4 separate regions of the Mus musculus genome follow, and all the other regions are linked to region 4. Evidence: chromatin contacts called from public ChIA-PET, HiChIP or PLAC-seq and promoter capture Hi-C data. All regions are on one chromosome and are shown on one strand. The core of a region is the stretch at or near the end of the contact, and the rest is flanking DNA. Distances in the headings are between cores, read along the strand shown.

Evidence for each region. ChIA-PET counts read pairs in DNA pulled down with a chosen protein or histone mark. HiChIP or PLAC-seq counts read pairs in DNA pulled down with a chosen protein or histone mark. Capture Hi-C pulls out chosen DNA fragments and counts their contacts.
Region 1: an H3K4me3 HiChIP or PLAC-seq map of embryonic stem cells shows a contact between it and region 4, with 6 times the contacts expected there. The contact joins the enhancer-like site here to the promoter of Ulbp1 in region 4. A contact is called at or near these places in 3 of 39 promoter capture datasets (embryonic stem cells, hippocampal neurons and neutrophils), 6 of 15 datasets of contacts at CTCF or cohesin (CD8 T cells, the NIH/3T3 cell line, large pre-B cells and 2 more), 4 of 484 Hi-C or Micro-C datasets (CD8 T cells, LSK cells, bone marrow-derived macrophages and 1 more), 26 of 115 datasets of contacts at active chromatin or transcription factors (the 230-238 cell line, CD8 T cells, the NIH/3T3 cell line and 17 more) and 4 of 9 other capture datasets (adipose tissue, embryonic tail, liver and 1 more).
Region 2: a contact with region 4 is called in an RNA polymerase II ChIA-PET map of effector CD8 T cells, with 127 read pairs. The contact joins the promoter of A630066F11Rik here to the promoter of Ulbp1 in region 4. A contact is called at or near these places in 8 of 39 promoter capture datasets (the 3T3-L1 cell line, the C10 cell line, embryonic stem cells and 4 more), 1 of 15 datasets of contacts at CTCF or cohesin (pro-B cells), 1 of 484 Hi-C or Micro-C datasets (LSK cells), 15 of 115 datasets of contacts at active chromatin or transcription factors (the 230-238 cell line, the SCID.adh cell line, bone marrow-derived dendritic cells and 8 more) and 3 of 9 other capture datasets (adipose tissue, liver and pancreatic islet).
Region 3: a contact with region 4 is called in a promoter capture Hi-C map of liver. The contact joins the promoter of Lats1 here to the promoter of Ulbp1 in region 4. A contact is called at or near these places in 5 of 39 promoter capture datasets (the 3T3-L1 cell line, the C10 cell line, embryonic stem cells and 2 more), 1 of 15 datasets of contacts at CTCF or cohesin (pro-B cells), 12 of 115 datasets of contacts at active chromatin or transcription factors (the 230-238 cell line, CD8 T cells, bone marrow-derived dendritic cells and 8 more) and 3 of 9 other capture datasets (adipose tissue, liver and pancreatic islet).

What each region holds. Positions count from the first base shown.
Region 1 is chr10:7,614,969-7,618,755 of GRCm38.p6, forward strand. All of the region lies in intron 6 of Lrp11 (low density lipoprotein receptor-related protein 11), which reads left to right. Among named protein-coding and RNA genes, the nearest start is that of Gm16254, 8.2 kb to the left of the region's middle. Within about 2 kb of position 2,398, at least 7 of the 459 cell types and tissues checked have an H3K27ac peak or open chromatin away from gene starts, as enhancers often do. A contact at or near this core is called in embryonic stem cells, where this site is marked.
Region 2 is chr10:7,661,568-7,665,288 of GRCm38.p6, forward strand. A630066F11Rik (RIKEN cDNA A630066F11 gene) reads left to right here and starts at 1,804. Exons shown (of 1, transcript NR_030698.1): 1 at 1,804-3,056. Pcmt1 (protein-L-isoaspartate (D-aspartate) O-methyltransferase 1) reads right to left here and starts at 2,041. Exons shown (of 8, transcript NM_001347228.2): 1 at 1,508-2,041. The coding sequence starts at 1,736.
Region 3 is chr10:7,679,110-7,682,715 of GRCm38.p6, forward strand. It overlaps Lats1 (large tumor suppressor), which reads left to right and starts at 2,100. Exons shown (of 8, transcript NM_010690.1): 1 at 2,100-2,341. It also overlaps a transcript of Pcmt1 not described here.
Region 4 is chr10:7,471,148-7,475,127 of GRCm38.p6, forward strand. It overlaps Ulbp1 (UL16 binding protein 1), which reads right to left and starts at 2,330. Exons shown (of 6, transcript NM_029975.2): 1 at 2,107-2,330. The coding sequence starts at 2,194.

The DNA of each region.
Region 1 (3,787 bases), core at 1,148-3,647, 140 kb after region 4:
GAGCACGGCCCTTCCCTGAGTTCTGTGCCACCACCGCTCAGGGAACGCCGCTACCCCAAGGCCCCGCCCCTCAGCAGCCAGCAGCTGGCTGGCTCCACATGGACCAACGGTCGGCTGGGAGGAGAAGAAAAGGACTTTACAATAATGTTTTCTCTTACCAAAGAATTGCTGTGGGCATGGCTAATATTTAATTACCATTGATTATAATTGATAGCAATTATAAAAGCTTTCTTTATTTTCTGCAAAGCCTTTTGTTCTTTGGCAGTTAATTTGCATCTCACTTAATAGCACCTAGCAAAAGTGTAAGTTCTCCTGTGGTGAGGTCTTAGCCAATTAACATCTCCTGGAAGCTTTTGAAAATAAAATTTTGAAGCAAATCAATTTTTCATTCTAGATTTTCTGTACCACAATTTTATAGTATAACTAAAACCCTAAATATTAAAAAGATATTGCCTCTGAATCTTATGGAGCAACAGTTCTCCCCAGAACTTAAAAGCTCCGTGTGTGAGAGCAAGGATTTAAAGTAAACTTCCCTTGAGAGGCATTAGTTAATAAAATACTTTCCACTTAGGAAACAATATACACTGAAAGATTCAAACTCTTAGCTTCTTGTATTGAAGCAGAGACACTAAGAATTTTTATTACATGAGGTTAGGCTATATAAGCCATACCTAGAGGCAAAATTTTCCAGTGATTACAAGCTCACTAAAAGCAAGCTCTTTACAATTTTCCAGATGCAAAGGAAAAAACAAACCTTTAAATCTATAATAACTTTACATGAAGTAGGCAAGCCAGATTGTAATGTCTTTATAAGTTCTACAGCCTGATTGACCTTTTATAAACTTTGAATTAGAACTTTATTTAGAACAACATCTGGGTAGATCTGCAAAGGCTATCTTTTAGCTAAAAGGAATTTTCCCTGAAGGCAAGGAGAGGCAAGTTTCGAGAGCTTCCTTAGGCAAGACAAAATCACACAAACTGCACAGAGGCTGCTCTGAGCTTAGTTCTTCTTGCTGTGAGGACAGATTTCAGAATTTTTAAGTTTCTTTTGCAATATTAGACTATAACTACAACCTTGGGAAAGCAAAACCCAATTTCAAAACAATTTATCACCTTAGAATCAACATTAAAACTTCACTACCATGTTGTGAAATTTGGCTGCCAATTTATACGTATGACTGCATGACAGTGCAAGTTTCAATGCTTCATTAAAGAGGCATTGCTTTAAATCTTATCTTTAATTCTACTTTCTAGGATAAGAATCACATTAAATATTATCTCAACTAGAAGTATCCTTAGGAGGCCTAGTTTTTTGGCCTGCCTTATGCCATGTGTTTGAAAGACTCCAAACTTGAGTTAGCAACTTAAAGCTAACTTTCTAGTAACCAGTGTTACACCTTTTTGATCATATCCAATAACTTATAAGCAAATACTCTTGTGATGAAGACACTCAGAGCATATTACACCTCTAAGACCAGTAAAAAAACCAAATGAAGCGGCTACACGAGTCTAATCAAAGAATTTCAATTTTTTTAGCTATAATTAAGAGATAAGAAAAGCACCTTGTCATTAGCTAAACGCAATAATCATGATTGCAGAGAACCCTCCAGGAAGAAACCATCTATCAGTTTTTTTGCCCCAAAACTAAGAGGCTGCAGGCTCCCTTTCTTTGAGAACAGCTTTTCCAGCAGTGGCTCCCCTGCGGTGCCTGATCCTGGCTAAAGCATGTGGCCACTCATTTGCTGAACCAGCAGATAAAGTTTTAGCCATCTTTATTTTCCAACATGAAACAGAACATTCAGTCATTCAAACAATGAGACAAAACACACATGGATTGACACGAGGTGCACCAGACATTAGACCAGACATTAGACAACACAAAGAGGGCAGAGAACTTCTGTTGTAGGGGCTAGAGAGAAAAAGGCAGGGCATCCCCTGAAATTTCTTTCTTCCTCTGGGAGAGTTTCAAAATCCATTATCCTTTATATTATTTTAGTATTACAAACCCTGTTTCTGATGCCTGATGCAGCTCCCGTCTTCGGACATCTGCCTGATTATTTAATTTAAACCCTTTTTCCTCTCGCCTAAAGCAGTTTTAAAAAAAAACTGTGGACAACCGCCTGATCAGTTCCTAGTTCCGATAATTCGCTGCTGACCTTCGTGAATCCAGCGTTGGGTTAGCACTGATTCAACCTTAGCCCGTATCTTTCCGCACCTCCAGCAACACTTTACCTGTTGCTTCACCATGCCCAGTACGATCCTTTTCTTTTTCTTCCCCTGGAGCTCCATACCAAGCAGTGTTCCTCCAGCATTTTTCTGCCGTTCCTCAGGTCCCATGTTCAGATGCCAAACTGTCTGAAGCAGGCCTGCTGCTCAGAAGAAACGGGTATACCTGGGAGGCAAGCGGGGGCTGAAAAGAGAGGGGAAACGAGGCAGCTGAGAGAAAAATGGAGCCAAGACAAGGTTCCTGGGGCTGGTGAGATGGCTCAGTGGGTAAGAGCACCCGACTGCTCTTCCGAAGGTCCAGAGTTCAAATCCCAGCAACCACATGGTGGCTCACAACCATCCGTAACGAGACCTAGCGCCCTCTTCTGGAGTGACTGAAGACAGCTACAGTGTACTTAGATATAATAAATAAATAAATCTTAAAAAAAAAAAAAAGACAAGGTTCCTGATCAAGGCTCAAATGATTAATGGCAAATGCCCTTATAAAGGGGGGGGGGGGCATTCCCGCCAATTCATCCTTGGAGCCTGGAAGCAGCTGCAGGTGACAACGTGCAGGATAGGGTGTAGTCTCCAGAATAGCTCAGCGGCCTCCCAGCAGGTAGCAGTAAAGATACAAAGTAAAGATACAAAGGAAAAAACAAACCTTTAAAACCTTTACATGATGTAGGCAAGCCAGATTGTAATGTCTTTATAAGTTCTACAGCCTGATTGACCTTTTATAAACTTTGAATTAGAACTTTATTTAGAACAACATCTGGATAGATCTGCAACAGTGTTCTTTTAGTTAAAAGAAAATTCCCCTGAAGGCAGGCAAGAACTTCTCTAGGCACTGTTTGCAAAACAAAAGAAAGTCACACAAGCCCAGCAGAGGCTGCTCTGAGCTTTGTTCCTCTTGCCTTGAGGACAGATTTCAGAATTTTTAAGTTTCTTTTGCAATATTAGACTATAACTACAACTTTGGGAAAGCAAAACCCAATTTTAAAACAATTTATCATCTTAGAATCAATATTAGAAACATCACTATCACGTTACGAAATTTGGCTGCTAATTTATACCTATGAATGCATGATAGTGCAAATTTTAATGTTTCATTAAAGAGACATTGTTTTAAATCTTATCTTTAAGTCTACCTTTTAGGATAAGAATCACATTAAATATTATCTCAACTAGAAGTATCCTTAGAGGCCTAGATTTTTTGGCCTGCCTTATGCCACGTGTTTGAAAGACTCCAAACCTGAGTTACCAATTTAAAGCTGTCCTGCTACCAATGTTACACCTTTTAAATCATACCCAATAACTTATAAGCTAATATTCTATGATGAAGACACGCAAACATATTATACCTTTAAGACCAGTAAAAACCAAATTAAGTGGCTACAGGAATCTTATAAATTTAGACCAATCAAAGAATTTTACTTTTTATAGCTATAAGATAAAAAAGCACTTTGTCATTTGCTAAACACAATAATCATGATTGCAGAGAATTTTCTAGGAAAAAAACAACTATCAGCTTTTTTGCCTTAAAACTACGAAGCTATAGACTCCTTTTCTTTAAAAGCAG
Region 2 (3,721 bases), core at 554-3,053, 190 kb after region 4:
AAAATGTGATGATTAATATTAAGTACCAAATGTCCTACTTATTTCTCTCATTCACTTTTTTTTTTGTTTTGTTTTTGTTTTTGTTTTTCTAGACAGGGTTTCTCTTTATAGCCCTGGCTGTCCTGGAACTCACTTTGTAGACCAGGCTGGCCTCAAACTCAGAAATCCGCCTGCCTCTGCCTCCTGAGTGCTGGGATTAAAGGAGTGCGCCACCAAACCCGGCTCTCATTCACTTTTTTGTACCTTACATAGATCTCAGCATTTAATGCAAAGGGGATTGGCATTCCTGGGAGGGGTGGGGGTGGGGGTGGGGGTGGGGATGACTATTGATTCTTTGAGAAAATTCCATTGTTTAGCGTTCCAGCCCTCACGGTGATTATGAATAGAGTTGAGAAGTAAGATAAATACCTCAAAGGCTTAAAAAAAAAAAAGAAAAAGAAAAAGAAGAAGAGAAAAGAAAAGTCGCAAGAAAATTAAAAACATCACCCAGCAGACTATGATTATTTTTGAAAATTGGTGGCAAAAGAAGCTGTGAATTCTGATCAGGGTGAGGTTATGAACTTGCAGCTCTTCTTGGTCTCTGAGCCAGACAACAACACTATTTCAATTTAGAAAGGAAAGTGACACAGCATTCATTCTATCCTGAAACTATCATCAAAGGAAGCAATACAGTGACTACAGAAAATGCTATTCTTTAAAAAAACAAAAAAAAAAAAACAAAAACAAAAAAAAAAACAAAAACAAAACAAAAAACTTTTCAAACGCGCTTTTAAAAGCCAATGAACACTCTTGAAAAAAAAAGTTGGAACATTTTATACACACAATGGTCTGCTGGATTCAAAGACTCCAAACAAAGTCTCTTAGGAGCAGCATGCTCTGACAATCCCTCGCTCCCCCGCCGCCCCCCCCCCCCCAAGGGCCTATACTTTGGACAGCAACCTGAGAAACTGCTCCCAGCAACCGCAATAGTCGGAACCTCCTCTCCCCTCCCCTTGCTATCAGACAGCAGCATCTCCCTCCAAAGGAAAAAACAGAGGGCGGGGGAGGCAGAAAACAGAAAGCTTGCAGGGAATCAACCGAGAACAGTGAGAGAACCCGTAGGCCGAAGGTGGTGTCCCCTCGGTGCTAGTCCAGTCACCAGAAACAAGCCTGCACTTCCCCACCCTGAAGTCACGCCCCTCGCTAGTGGGACCGCAGACTCCAGCAACAGCCCCGCCACCTGTGCCGCACCCAGTCCCCCGCAGCCTGCGAGGAGGCAACTGCCCGTGTCCCACCCGCAGCAGCTCCCTCTTGGCTACTACCCTCTTCCCATCCACATCGCCGAGTGACAGGTCCCGGGAGAGGAGACTGCAAAAACGCACGGCGTTCCGAACTCCCGGTGCAACCGCGCTGCGACGCCCTCCAGCAGGCGCAGGGGTGCAGACCGAACGTTCCGGATTGTCAGGGGGGGACAGCGTCCAGGCCCGGCCCTGCTCCCTGGCCCACGCCGGGCGGGGGTGGCACTTACTGCGGAGGTTGTGGATTAGCTCCGAGTGGCTGGCGCCGCCGGATTTCCAGGCCATCGCGAAGCACACCCGGAGCAGGTACAGAACCACCTTCAGCGCGGCGACGGTCCCTAGCAGTTTCCCCAAGAGTGAGACCACCTCCCACACGGTCACCGCCCCGCTGGTGTCCCCGCTCGAGCGGCCGCTGTTACTGCCGTCGCTGCCACTGCCGCCAATGCGCGCTCCCGGCATCCCCCGCGGCACGCATGCGCTCTGTGACGCCGCGCAGTCCGGGGTGCGGCCAGGCGGGGCCCGCGGCGGGGGAGTCCTGGAGCCCAGTAGCGAGCGGGGGCGATAACCAGTGCTCGGTGGCCGCAGCGAGGTCGCACAAACGAACGCTGCTCAGTTCCCCTTCCTGAGGCCTGCACCTGCCTCCGTCCTGCGGCCGGCGAGCTGGTGTTCTGCGTGATGAGGCTCCTTCCTAGCCGCGGCTCTGGCTGATGCGGGATGGCGGGTCCGACGTGTGCCGCCTTCTTGGGCTCCGCAATCGCCACTCCGTCAGCTGTTGCGAGCGGCCGGTCTGCTCCTATGGCTGTCTAGATTGCTAGATGGTGTGCTGACTCCGTCTTGCCTCGTCCAACCCGGTGCACTAACCTAAGGCTTCTGGATGGGGCCAAAATAATCATTTTAACAGAGCCCAAGGGCAAAGGGCCTCTCAGGTACGAAGTCCACTAGCCTATGTCTCAGCACGGTCCTGATGAAGCAGAGGCTCTGGTTTGTTTTCAGCTCTGAAGGCATAAATTCAAGGTGGAAGAATACCGTGACATGGAATTGGGGGTAGGGATGCTTCCCTGGTTAAGAGCAAAAGTAGCCGAGAGCTATAATTGGTTACAAAATAAGCTCAGTACCCTGTGGTGGAAGTGTTATTCTTCCTACCCAAGTATGAGTTTCAGCTTAAGCTCACAAATTCCATCCTTAGACTGGACACCAATTTTACTGCTTTCATCTCTGCAACATTCTAAGAATTGACAGGAAACACTGTCTGCCGCATCCAACGTGTGCTAACTTGAACTGAGACACAGCCATGACTCCAGTAAACTTTCAGGAAGGAAACGAAGATAAGACACCTATGCTGTGCTGTGATGTCAGGAGCAATTTCCAAATTACAGTTCTTACCAAACTTCATCAGTTGCAACACTCAACCTGCATCCAACCTGAAATGTCTATCACCTATTTTCATGACTCCTGTAACTAACTATAAATGTCAGTGTTGTTCAACATTAAGAGTAAAGCGATGAGTTTTAGACCGTCCGTTTTTTTCCTACCCAGTACCACCTGCTCTTCTAGTCTGAGTGTAAAAGTTCATTAGAATCTCCTTGTGCTTAGGTACTTTCATCTGACTGCTTTTCTGTATGGGTCATGATGTTTACATCTGATGAGTTTAATCCAAATACCTTTTCCTGCTCCTCAGTCCATAAATATCACTCAACCTCAGCTTAGGTGAAGTGGTCCAGAGATGACCTTGTTTTCTCCATTTTCAAATGATTGGTCACCTCATAAATTCTATCTTGCAAAACCTATCATTTCGGTGACTGGCATTTTGTATGGGGAAAAGAAATAGCCAGGTTGGGTAACAGTCTTGCTGCTGGAAAACGAAACAAAACAAAAATCCTCAAGCTCAAAAAAAAAAGGGGGGGGCAGGCATGGTGGCACACGTAGGAGGCAGAGGCAGGCAGATTTCTGAGTTCGAGGCCAGCCTGGTCTACAGAGTGAGTTCCAGGACAGCCAGGACTACACAGAGAAACACTGTCTCGAAACACACACACACACACACAAAAAAAACAAACCCTCAAGCTCTTTATAATCTAATAACTCTCACATCATGACTCCTTTTAAAGAAACAGCCAACACAGTTTGGAACTCCTATAATATAAAGGAGAATAGCAATACTGATAAGTCTTTCCTCTTGTATTGTAGAACTTACATCCTAGTCATGGAAATCTGATTAGAACACCACTGGGCTGGGGTGTGGCAGAGGTCTTGCCTAACTAGTGGAAGATCTTAGGTTCCCTCTTGCACACCATTAACAACAAACAGCAGAAAAAAAAAGAAAAAATAAATAACTGTGAGTGCCATTAATGACCTAGATAGTAGTGCTACTGGGTTTAGCTAGAACAACGCAGACTGCAGCCATCAGGAAAAGGTACACATGGGTACTGAGCCTTGAAGGGTGGACA
Region 3 (3,606 bases), core at 850-3,349, 210 kb after region 4:
AGCACTTGCTATTTAGCTGGGCCTTGGTAGACCTTAATTTAATCAGCACTTGGAAGGCAGAGGTAGGTAGGTAGGTGGATCTGTGAATTCAAGGCCAGCCTCTGGTCTATGGAGCAAAGTCCCAATGCAGCAAGAGCTACACAGAGAAACCCTTTCTGGAAAAACAAAAACAACACAAAAGAAAAGCACCCGCTAGTCTTGCAGAAGACCCAGGTTCAGTCCCCAGCATCCACATGGTGACTCAGCCATCTGTACCTCTAGTTCCTGGGGATCTGACATCCTCCTTTGCCCTTCGGAGGCACCAGGCACCCGTGGCACACACATTCAAACACAAAACTAGCCAACAGGAAACAGGTATATGGTAGGATGCTGTGCACACAGGGCGATATGAGGTTCAGCTATTTCAAAGATGGCAAATGTTGGCTTTGCCTCTTGAAAACTACCTAGATCATATGCCAAGATTCCCCAGCTTTTCAATGCATCCTTCAATGCATTTATTTCCAAAAACAAATGTTTTCACATCAATGCTTGTGAACAATATACATTCTAGATAGTTTTCTAACATCTAAAAAAGAATGACCTAATATAAAAAGTGTCCCAAAGGTAATTCTGATTTTTAAAAGTTGGAAGTATTACACAATAACTGCATCTCATCATTGCAAAGTTGGTAATGCTGGTGCTCTCCCAGACTTAGCTCCAGGTTGGAGGCCTGAGTTTAGGCCCTGGCCTGGCCTGGCCTCCGCTCCTCTGCTTCTTTCCCAAGGGTCTTTTCACTGCACCCTGGCTTGTGCGGTGACTTAGCCCTCTCAAGAAGCAGCTCCAGCTCTCTGTGCTTAAAATATTTTTAATGGTTCAAATTAGCAGACATAGTCCATTGAATTACACGTCTTAAAATTGTACCTACCTACCAAAGCACAAGGTAGGGACCTTGATTTGTAGGACGATCCCAACAGCATAGTGGGGCTGAAGCCACATTAGGGATTTTTACTATGACGACAGAGCTAAAGCAGTGGCAGCGACTACATTAAAATATTCCCTTGTCATCTAAATTTGACCATCTGAGGTTTTCATAGTTGAACTTTTGGATACAGTACCTCAGAAAAAAGCAGAACTGGGCTTCATGGAGCAGGCTTGTTATCTCAGCTACCTTTAAGACTGAGGCTGAAGGATCACAAGTTCAAAGCCAGTCCGGATAACAGTGAGGCCCAGTCTCAATGAAAACTATAAAATGTTCTGAGGATATAGCTCAGTGGTAGAGCACTGGCATAGCATGGTTCAATTCCTGGTTACACTGGGATGTCAACGTTTTTACTTTTTTGGTCTAACACAAAATAGAGTATCTGAAAAAAAAAATAATTGCATGTATTACCTACCAGCAAAACTGGGGACTGTGTTCATATTTACAGGTGATAGACAGCCCAGTGTTGGTTGGCACCATTTAGATTCTCAGCACTAGGAAAGGTGGAGTGGGGTAGGAGAATGGGAGTTTTGGCACACACGCTGCGGCCTAGAGATCCTCTACGTGGACCTAATCCCCCGCAAAAGAGAACAATGCATTAAAAGACCAAAGTCAGTGATGCATCCCGAACAGCAGATTCAATTTCAAGAGAAACAGAACTTCTGACAGCGGCCCCGTTACTCGTTATGGCTACAATGACCTCTCCTGCAGATCCGCTGGACCGAACTCTGCAAATCCACAGGTCCAGTTTCAAGAACACTCCATCTGGCTAGTTCCAAAACCACATTCGCTCCCAGCTCTGGAAGACTCGAGTTTTATTCAAGCTCTAGACATCTTGCCTCGTGACGTCCGCGGTCTCGGAGCGCCGTTCACCGCCCTTTCCTGGTGCGACCCACGCTCGCCGCGACGCGCCCGCGTCTCCGTGCGGAGCCAGAACGTGGTGGTACAGACTCCACTCTCTGGGCCACACTCACCCCGGCTCGGGGAAGCGGGCGAGCGAGTCTCGGTCGGGAGGCCACAAACGGAGCGCTAGCTCCGGGGCCCAGCGGGGCGGCCTGAAGCCCCCAGTCCTCGGCCCCCGCGCAAGCGACGCCGGGAAATGCCCACATCCGGGAAACCCGCGGCGGACGGCGGCGGCGGCGACACGGAGTGGAAGGCAAAATGGCGGCGGCAGCGATGGCCTGGTGCTGAGGGGAGAGCCAGGTCCTCGCGACCCCGCGTCGGGCCGCGCTGGCCGGCCGCAGCCCCCCGGCGTGTGTCCCCGCCCTGCCCCATCCCGAACCCGGAGCGACGCTAGGGGCCCTGGGGGACGGGCTCCGGGCCGCCGCGGCGCCGGCCCTCGGGCCCGCAGCGGCTGTCCAGAAGCCTCACCGTCCCCTGCAGGTAGGTCCGGAGCCGGCGCCGCGGGTGGGGCTCGCGCTCCTCGGGAGTCCCTGTCGGCGGGGCGGTGGCCGGCCGGGCCCACGCCCATCCCCGCTGGCGGGGGTCCAGGGGCCGCGGTGGCCAGGCGGGCTGAGCCGGCCGGGTCTGGGCCTGACTGGGGCTGATTGCGCTGACCGGAGCCGAGCCCTGCCCTGGGGAAGCGGAGGTTGGCCGCACCCGGCGCCGCAGGGAGAGCCCGGGGGCACTGAGGCCTCCGAGGTGCGAGCTGGCCTGGGAAGAGCGGGCGGGGGCTCGGGACGACAGCCACCCCTCCCCGCTTTAGAGGGGAGAGGAGCGAAAGGTGGTTTTTTTCACGCAAGGTTGCACCAAACCGGCCTCACTTCTTTGGCCTCGCAGCGGGCCTCCCGTCGGGGTCCACCTTTGAAGCAGTCCTGGGAACCTCTCCAGCTCGCTGCAATTTGTTAGCTCACCGCTTAGTGGCAGGGGGTGGGAGAGACGTGTCACTTGTTCGGGTGCTTTTTAAGTACTGGAAAACGAAGGAAAGACAGTAAGGGAAGATTGTTTATTGTACCTGGGGAAAAAAGTCGAAGCGAAGGAAAGAATAACTCTCCGATGACTTATCCCAATTCTCCCACTAATGCAGTTGGAAAATCACTTTTCTAAGGGAACGAGGTTAAAATATTTGTCTCCATTTGTAAATATGACTTTTTAAAATATGTGTATTCACTAGAAGTTACAAGTCAGATGAGCAGTAAGTACAGTCTCACACAATATGGTATCACTCAAGGTTTGGAAATTAGCCCAAATGCCTGGCATGAAGGTTGTCAGAAGTTTATGGATTATTTATTGAAGGTTATTATACTTTTCTTAAGACAGGGTCTCACAATGTATTCCTTAGCCTGGGACTCAATATGTAGACCATGCTGACCTGGAACTCAAAAAGATCTGCCCGCCTCTGGGGTTGGGCTGTGAGCCACCATGCCCCGCTAATGTTAAGGTTTTTAGTCCTTTAAAATCAAATTTTCTCCATGAGGTATGACTCTCTTCTAAGATATCTTTAGTTTTTATTACCTTAACTAAAGTTTTCTCTTACCTAGTGAGTAGTCAGGTAGGTAATATGGTTGAGGTGATTCTCCAAGGCAGGCAGGCAGGCAGACAGGCAGGCAGGCGAGGAATCTGTGTTTCTCTTATAGGCTGTTATTGCAATAAACTAGATAGTGGCACAGGCTGGAAAAGGCGCTCTCTTTCTGTGCCTGATTATTGAT
Region 4 (3,980 bases), core at 1,080-3,579:
AATATGTCTCCATGAGAGCCCAGCTATTGCACCACACCAGGCCCTGGATATTCCAGCACAGTCGAAGCACAAGAAAAAGACCTTAAAATCAACTATATGAAGATGAGAGAAATCCTTAAAGAGGATATAAATAAATCCTTTACAGAAACTCAAGAACACACAAACTATTAAAGGGAACAACAAAACTGTTCAAGACCTAAACATGGAAATAAAACAATACAGAAAACAGAAATTGAATGAATTCTGGAATTGAGTAGACAATACCACAGAAGAAATGGATACATTGGGCAAAGAAAACATTAAATCTAAAAAATTCCAGGTGCAGAAAAGTCATAACTGTTCCTGTTTTGAAAGAACTGCAGGGACAAAAATGGAGAAGAGCCTGAGGAAAAGGAGGTCAGGTGACAGGCCCAAATTGGATTCCTACTCAAGAGGAGGCTCCAAGGCCTGACACTATTACTGAAGCTATGGAGTGCACACAAAAAAGGGGCCTATCATGACTGCCATCTGAAAGACCCAAAAAGCAGCTGAAAGAGTCAGATGCAGATATTTACACCCAACAGAAGCTGCTGACCCCTGTGGTTAAATTAAGGAAAAGCTGGAAGAAGCCGAAGAGGAAGGGGGACCCTGTAAGAGGACCAGCAGTCTCAACTAACGTGGACCCCCTAAGATCTCTCAGACAATGTGTCACCAATCAGGCAGCATACACCAGCTGATATGAGGCTCCCAACACACATGCAGCCGAGGACTGCCAGGTCTGGACTCAGTCAGAGAAGGTGCACCTAACCCTGAAGAGATTGGAGGCCCCAGGGAGTGGGAAGTTGGGGGGGGGGGGATAAGTCTTGGAGACATTCTCCAGGAGGAGAAAGAAAACAGGGACAGGGTGTGGCAGGGGTGGGGGCTGGGGAAGGTGTGGGATCTGGAACAGTCAGAAGGTAGACCTGGAGGGGGATGAAATCCTGACTGTAAATAAAGATTAAATAAAGTTTAAAAAAAGATAGTATACAATTTTGAAGATTGTTATATAAATTAAGTGGAGCAATGAGACATGAATTCTTTAGTGCCTAATAAGTGTTTGGCAAATGAAGGCCATGATCATCATATTCTTTTGAAACTAAAATATATTTTCATCTTTGGAAAACTAAAATAATTTTTAAAAGGAAAGAAAGGAAGGAAGGAAGGAAGAGAAAGAAAGAGAGAGAAAAAGAGAGAAAAAAGAAAAGAAAAAAGGAAAGAAAAGAGGAGAAAAGAAAAGAAAGAAGAAAAAGAAAATCTGACCTACTAGTCATCAACTGAGTATCTGATGCAGAGGCACAGATAATATACTTCCCAATCTGAAATTATTCCTGTTTTACAGAAAAACAGACTTCTGTCTAAATGAGCCCCACTATCTGATCTGCCTCCAGGGGAAGGATTCTAGACAGGCCCAGGTGCAGTGGCAGAAGTGTCCATATGCCCAACTAAGGACCACTTAACCCTGTTGTCACCCCTTGAAGGAAGGAAAGGATTAAAGTCCTTTTCTGGGTGGAATAGTGAGTCAGGACAGGGAAGGGAGATGAGCTGGGTGGGTTCAGCATACACCAAGTGGTTGTAAATCTTGGTGTGGTGGCACAGGCCGTTAATTTTTATATTTGGCCACAAAATTCTAGTTCAAGGCTAGCCTGGGCTACAGAGTGAACTCTTTCAGCAAAAGTCCCAGACTTTGGGGGGAGGGGTGCGAATGTGTGGAGCGGCTGTTGGTTGCCTGTGCTATAATCTGATTAAGCAGTAGTTCAGAAGCAAAAGGACCAGAGAACTCCTGAAGAGAGAGGCAGGTTTGGTAAAGAGGGGAGGGGTGGGGAGAGGACTCCAAAGAACTTGGGACCTAGAGTATTTTCAAAAGAGTCTCTGGGCTGAGGAGGTCCTGTTCTCCACACTGTGTCCCTGGGATTCCTCTTAGGTTCAGGTCCCAGGAAGTCACTGACTAGCTCAAGACAGAGACAGCTGTGCTCCCCCACCACAACCCCCACCCAGGATTTGGAAATTCACAGGGTAGCCTTTAACCTGTGTTCCCTGCTCCTTCCCACTCCCATCACCCTTCTGCCCCCTAGAATCTCAGGAACTCACCTTCTATCCTTGGACACAGACAGACAGACAGCAGGCACAGCAGGGACAAGCAGCAGGAAAGGACCTTGTTACTGGCAGTCAGCTCCATAGCTGCTTCTCTAGACTCTGGCGGCCAAAGGCACGATTTTAACTGTCTGAAAGGGAGGGACGATCTTGATCACTTCCTGATAATGGTCCTGACCACAGAAAGTTTTTGAACCTTGGCTGGGGGATCAAGGCAATTCCTCCTCCCGATCTTGTCAAAAGCAACTTCTAGTGCCCCTTTCTCCAGATCCTTTCAGAGCAGCTCCGCAGCCCCTGCAGTCTGTCTCCAGTGCTTTGCGGGGTGGGGCAGGAAGGAACGCAGCTGCGCGGGGAACTAAGAAGGACTCGAAGTGCAGGAAGTGGAAAAAGAGCGGGAAGAAGTGCCAGGAACTGATTGGCTGGCAGGCTGACAGGTGGGTGGGGTGAGTGACGAGTGGGAGGGTGGGGTGGCAGGGCAAGGGAGTGCACTGCGCAGGCTGGGTAGGGTGATCTACAGAGCAAGCAGGAGCTCCAGGCTTCTAAATTCATTGTCTGCAGATTCCTCAGGGGCAAGGTCATCAGAAGCTGAGTAATCCCCAGCTGCAACCCTGGACAGAAACCAAAGAATGTGGGCACAGGAAGCTGTAAGCAGACTGATAGTAACCCTGGCTGTGGCTTAGATACGCATGCTTTTGTGGAGCCCCCAACACACATACACCCCAACACCTCTGATGCCTCCAGCTTCCTGCTGCCTACTAGGGATCCTTCCAGCACCTCTCTGGCTGTAGCTACCCATCTCCCCACCCCCACTTCCTCTCTCTTCCCATCTGCACGTCTTAAAAATGTTTTTAAAAGCCTAAGAACTTATGCCCCACACTGGAAATCACAGTTGTTTCTGTCTAGTCTGCAAGCTATGCTTTGCCACCCCAATGTTCTTGCGTTTTGAGCCCAGAGGTCAGCTTTGAGTGTCCACAGGTCTTTAGTTGCACCTACTTTGTTCAGTCAAGATCTCTAAAGTTAGGAGCTCCGGGATTCTAATAGACTGGCCAGCTTTCAAAATCTGTGGATGTTCCTGTGTCCAGGATTATAGGCACAAATCAACATTTCTGGAGTTCTTCCTGGGTCTATGGAAGATGAAATGTAAGTCCTCTCGAGTTTAAGGCTGGAGTTTCAAAATGAAAGTGAAAGAACTCAGTGGGGAAACCCCGGTGGGGAAACCCCCACTCAGCTCCCGATTCGGCGTGCACCCAAGAATCACGAATAGAACACAACACCTTGATGTAACAACAAGAGGTTTTTTAATGGCGGAGCTCCGGGTCGAAACGTATCTCACATAACAGGAGACAGTGGATTCGACCACGAGGCTTGGAAGCTAGGGGTTTTTATAGAAAAGGAGTGGGGCTGGGGGAGGAATTGGCGCGGTTTCACATGATTGGTCCATTTAAACATCAGCAGCCTGTAACATTTAACTTAGGTCAGAGGGGTGGGAGCTAGGGAGGCGATGGGCTTGCCCGGGCATGTCCTGGTCTGTTCTGCTATGTTCTCAGCCCCAGGTTTCAAAGCTCAGAAACAACTCTTTGGGCTATTTAACATACATTACATGAATTACAGTTTTATTTCCTTTCATTCCCCTCTTCTTCTGTTTAGACTAATTCTAATCATAGAATTTTAGAGATTGGTGTCCCCTAACTCTTCATCTACCTGAACTATAGGTTGATATTGCCTTTGAAGAACCATGAGTTTTACTGTATCAATTTTACTCTGGATGAAAGCCATTCCTCTATTTATTATACAAGGGCCGAAAACTAAAGCTAAGCATATCATAAGGATTGGTCCGGCTACAGCGGAAATTAAAGAAGTTATCCAAGATG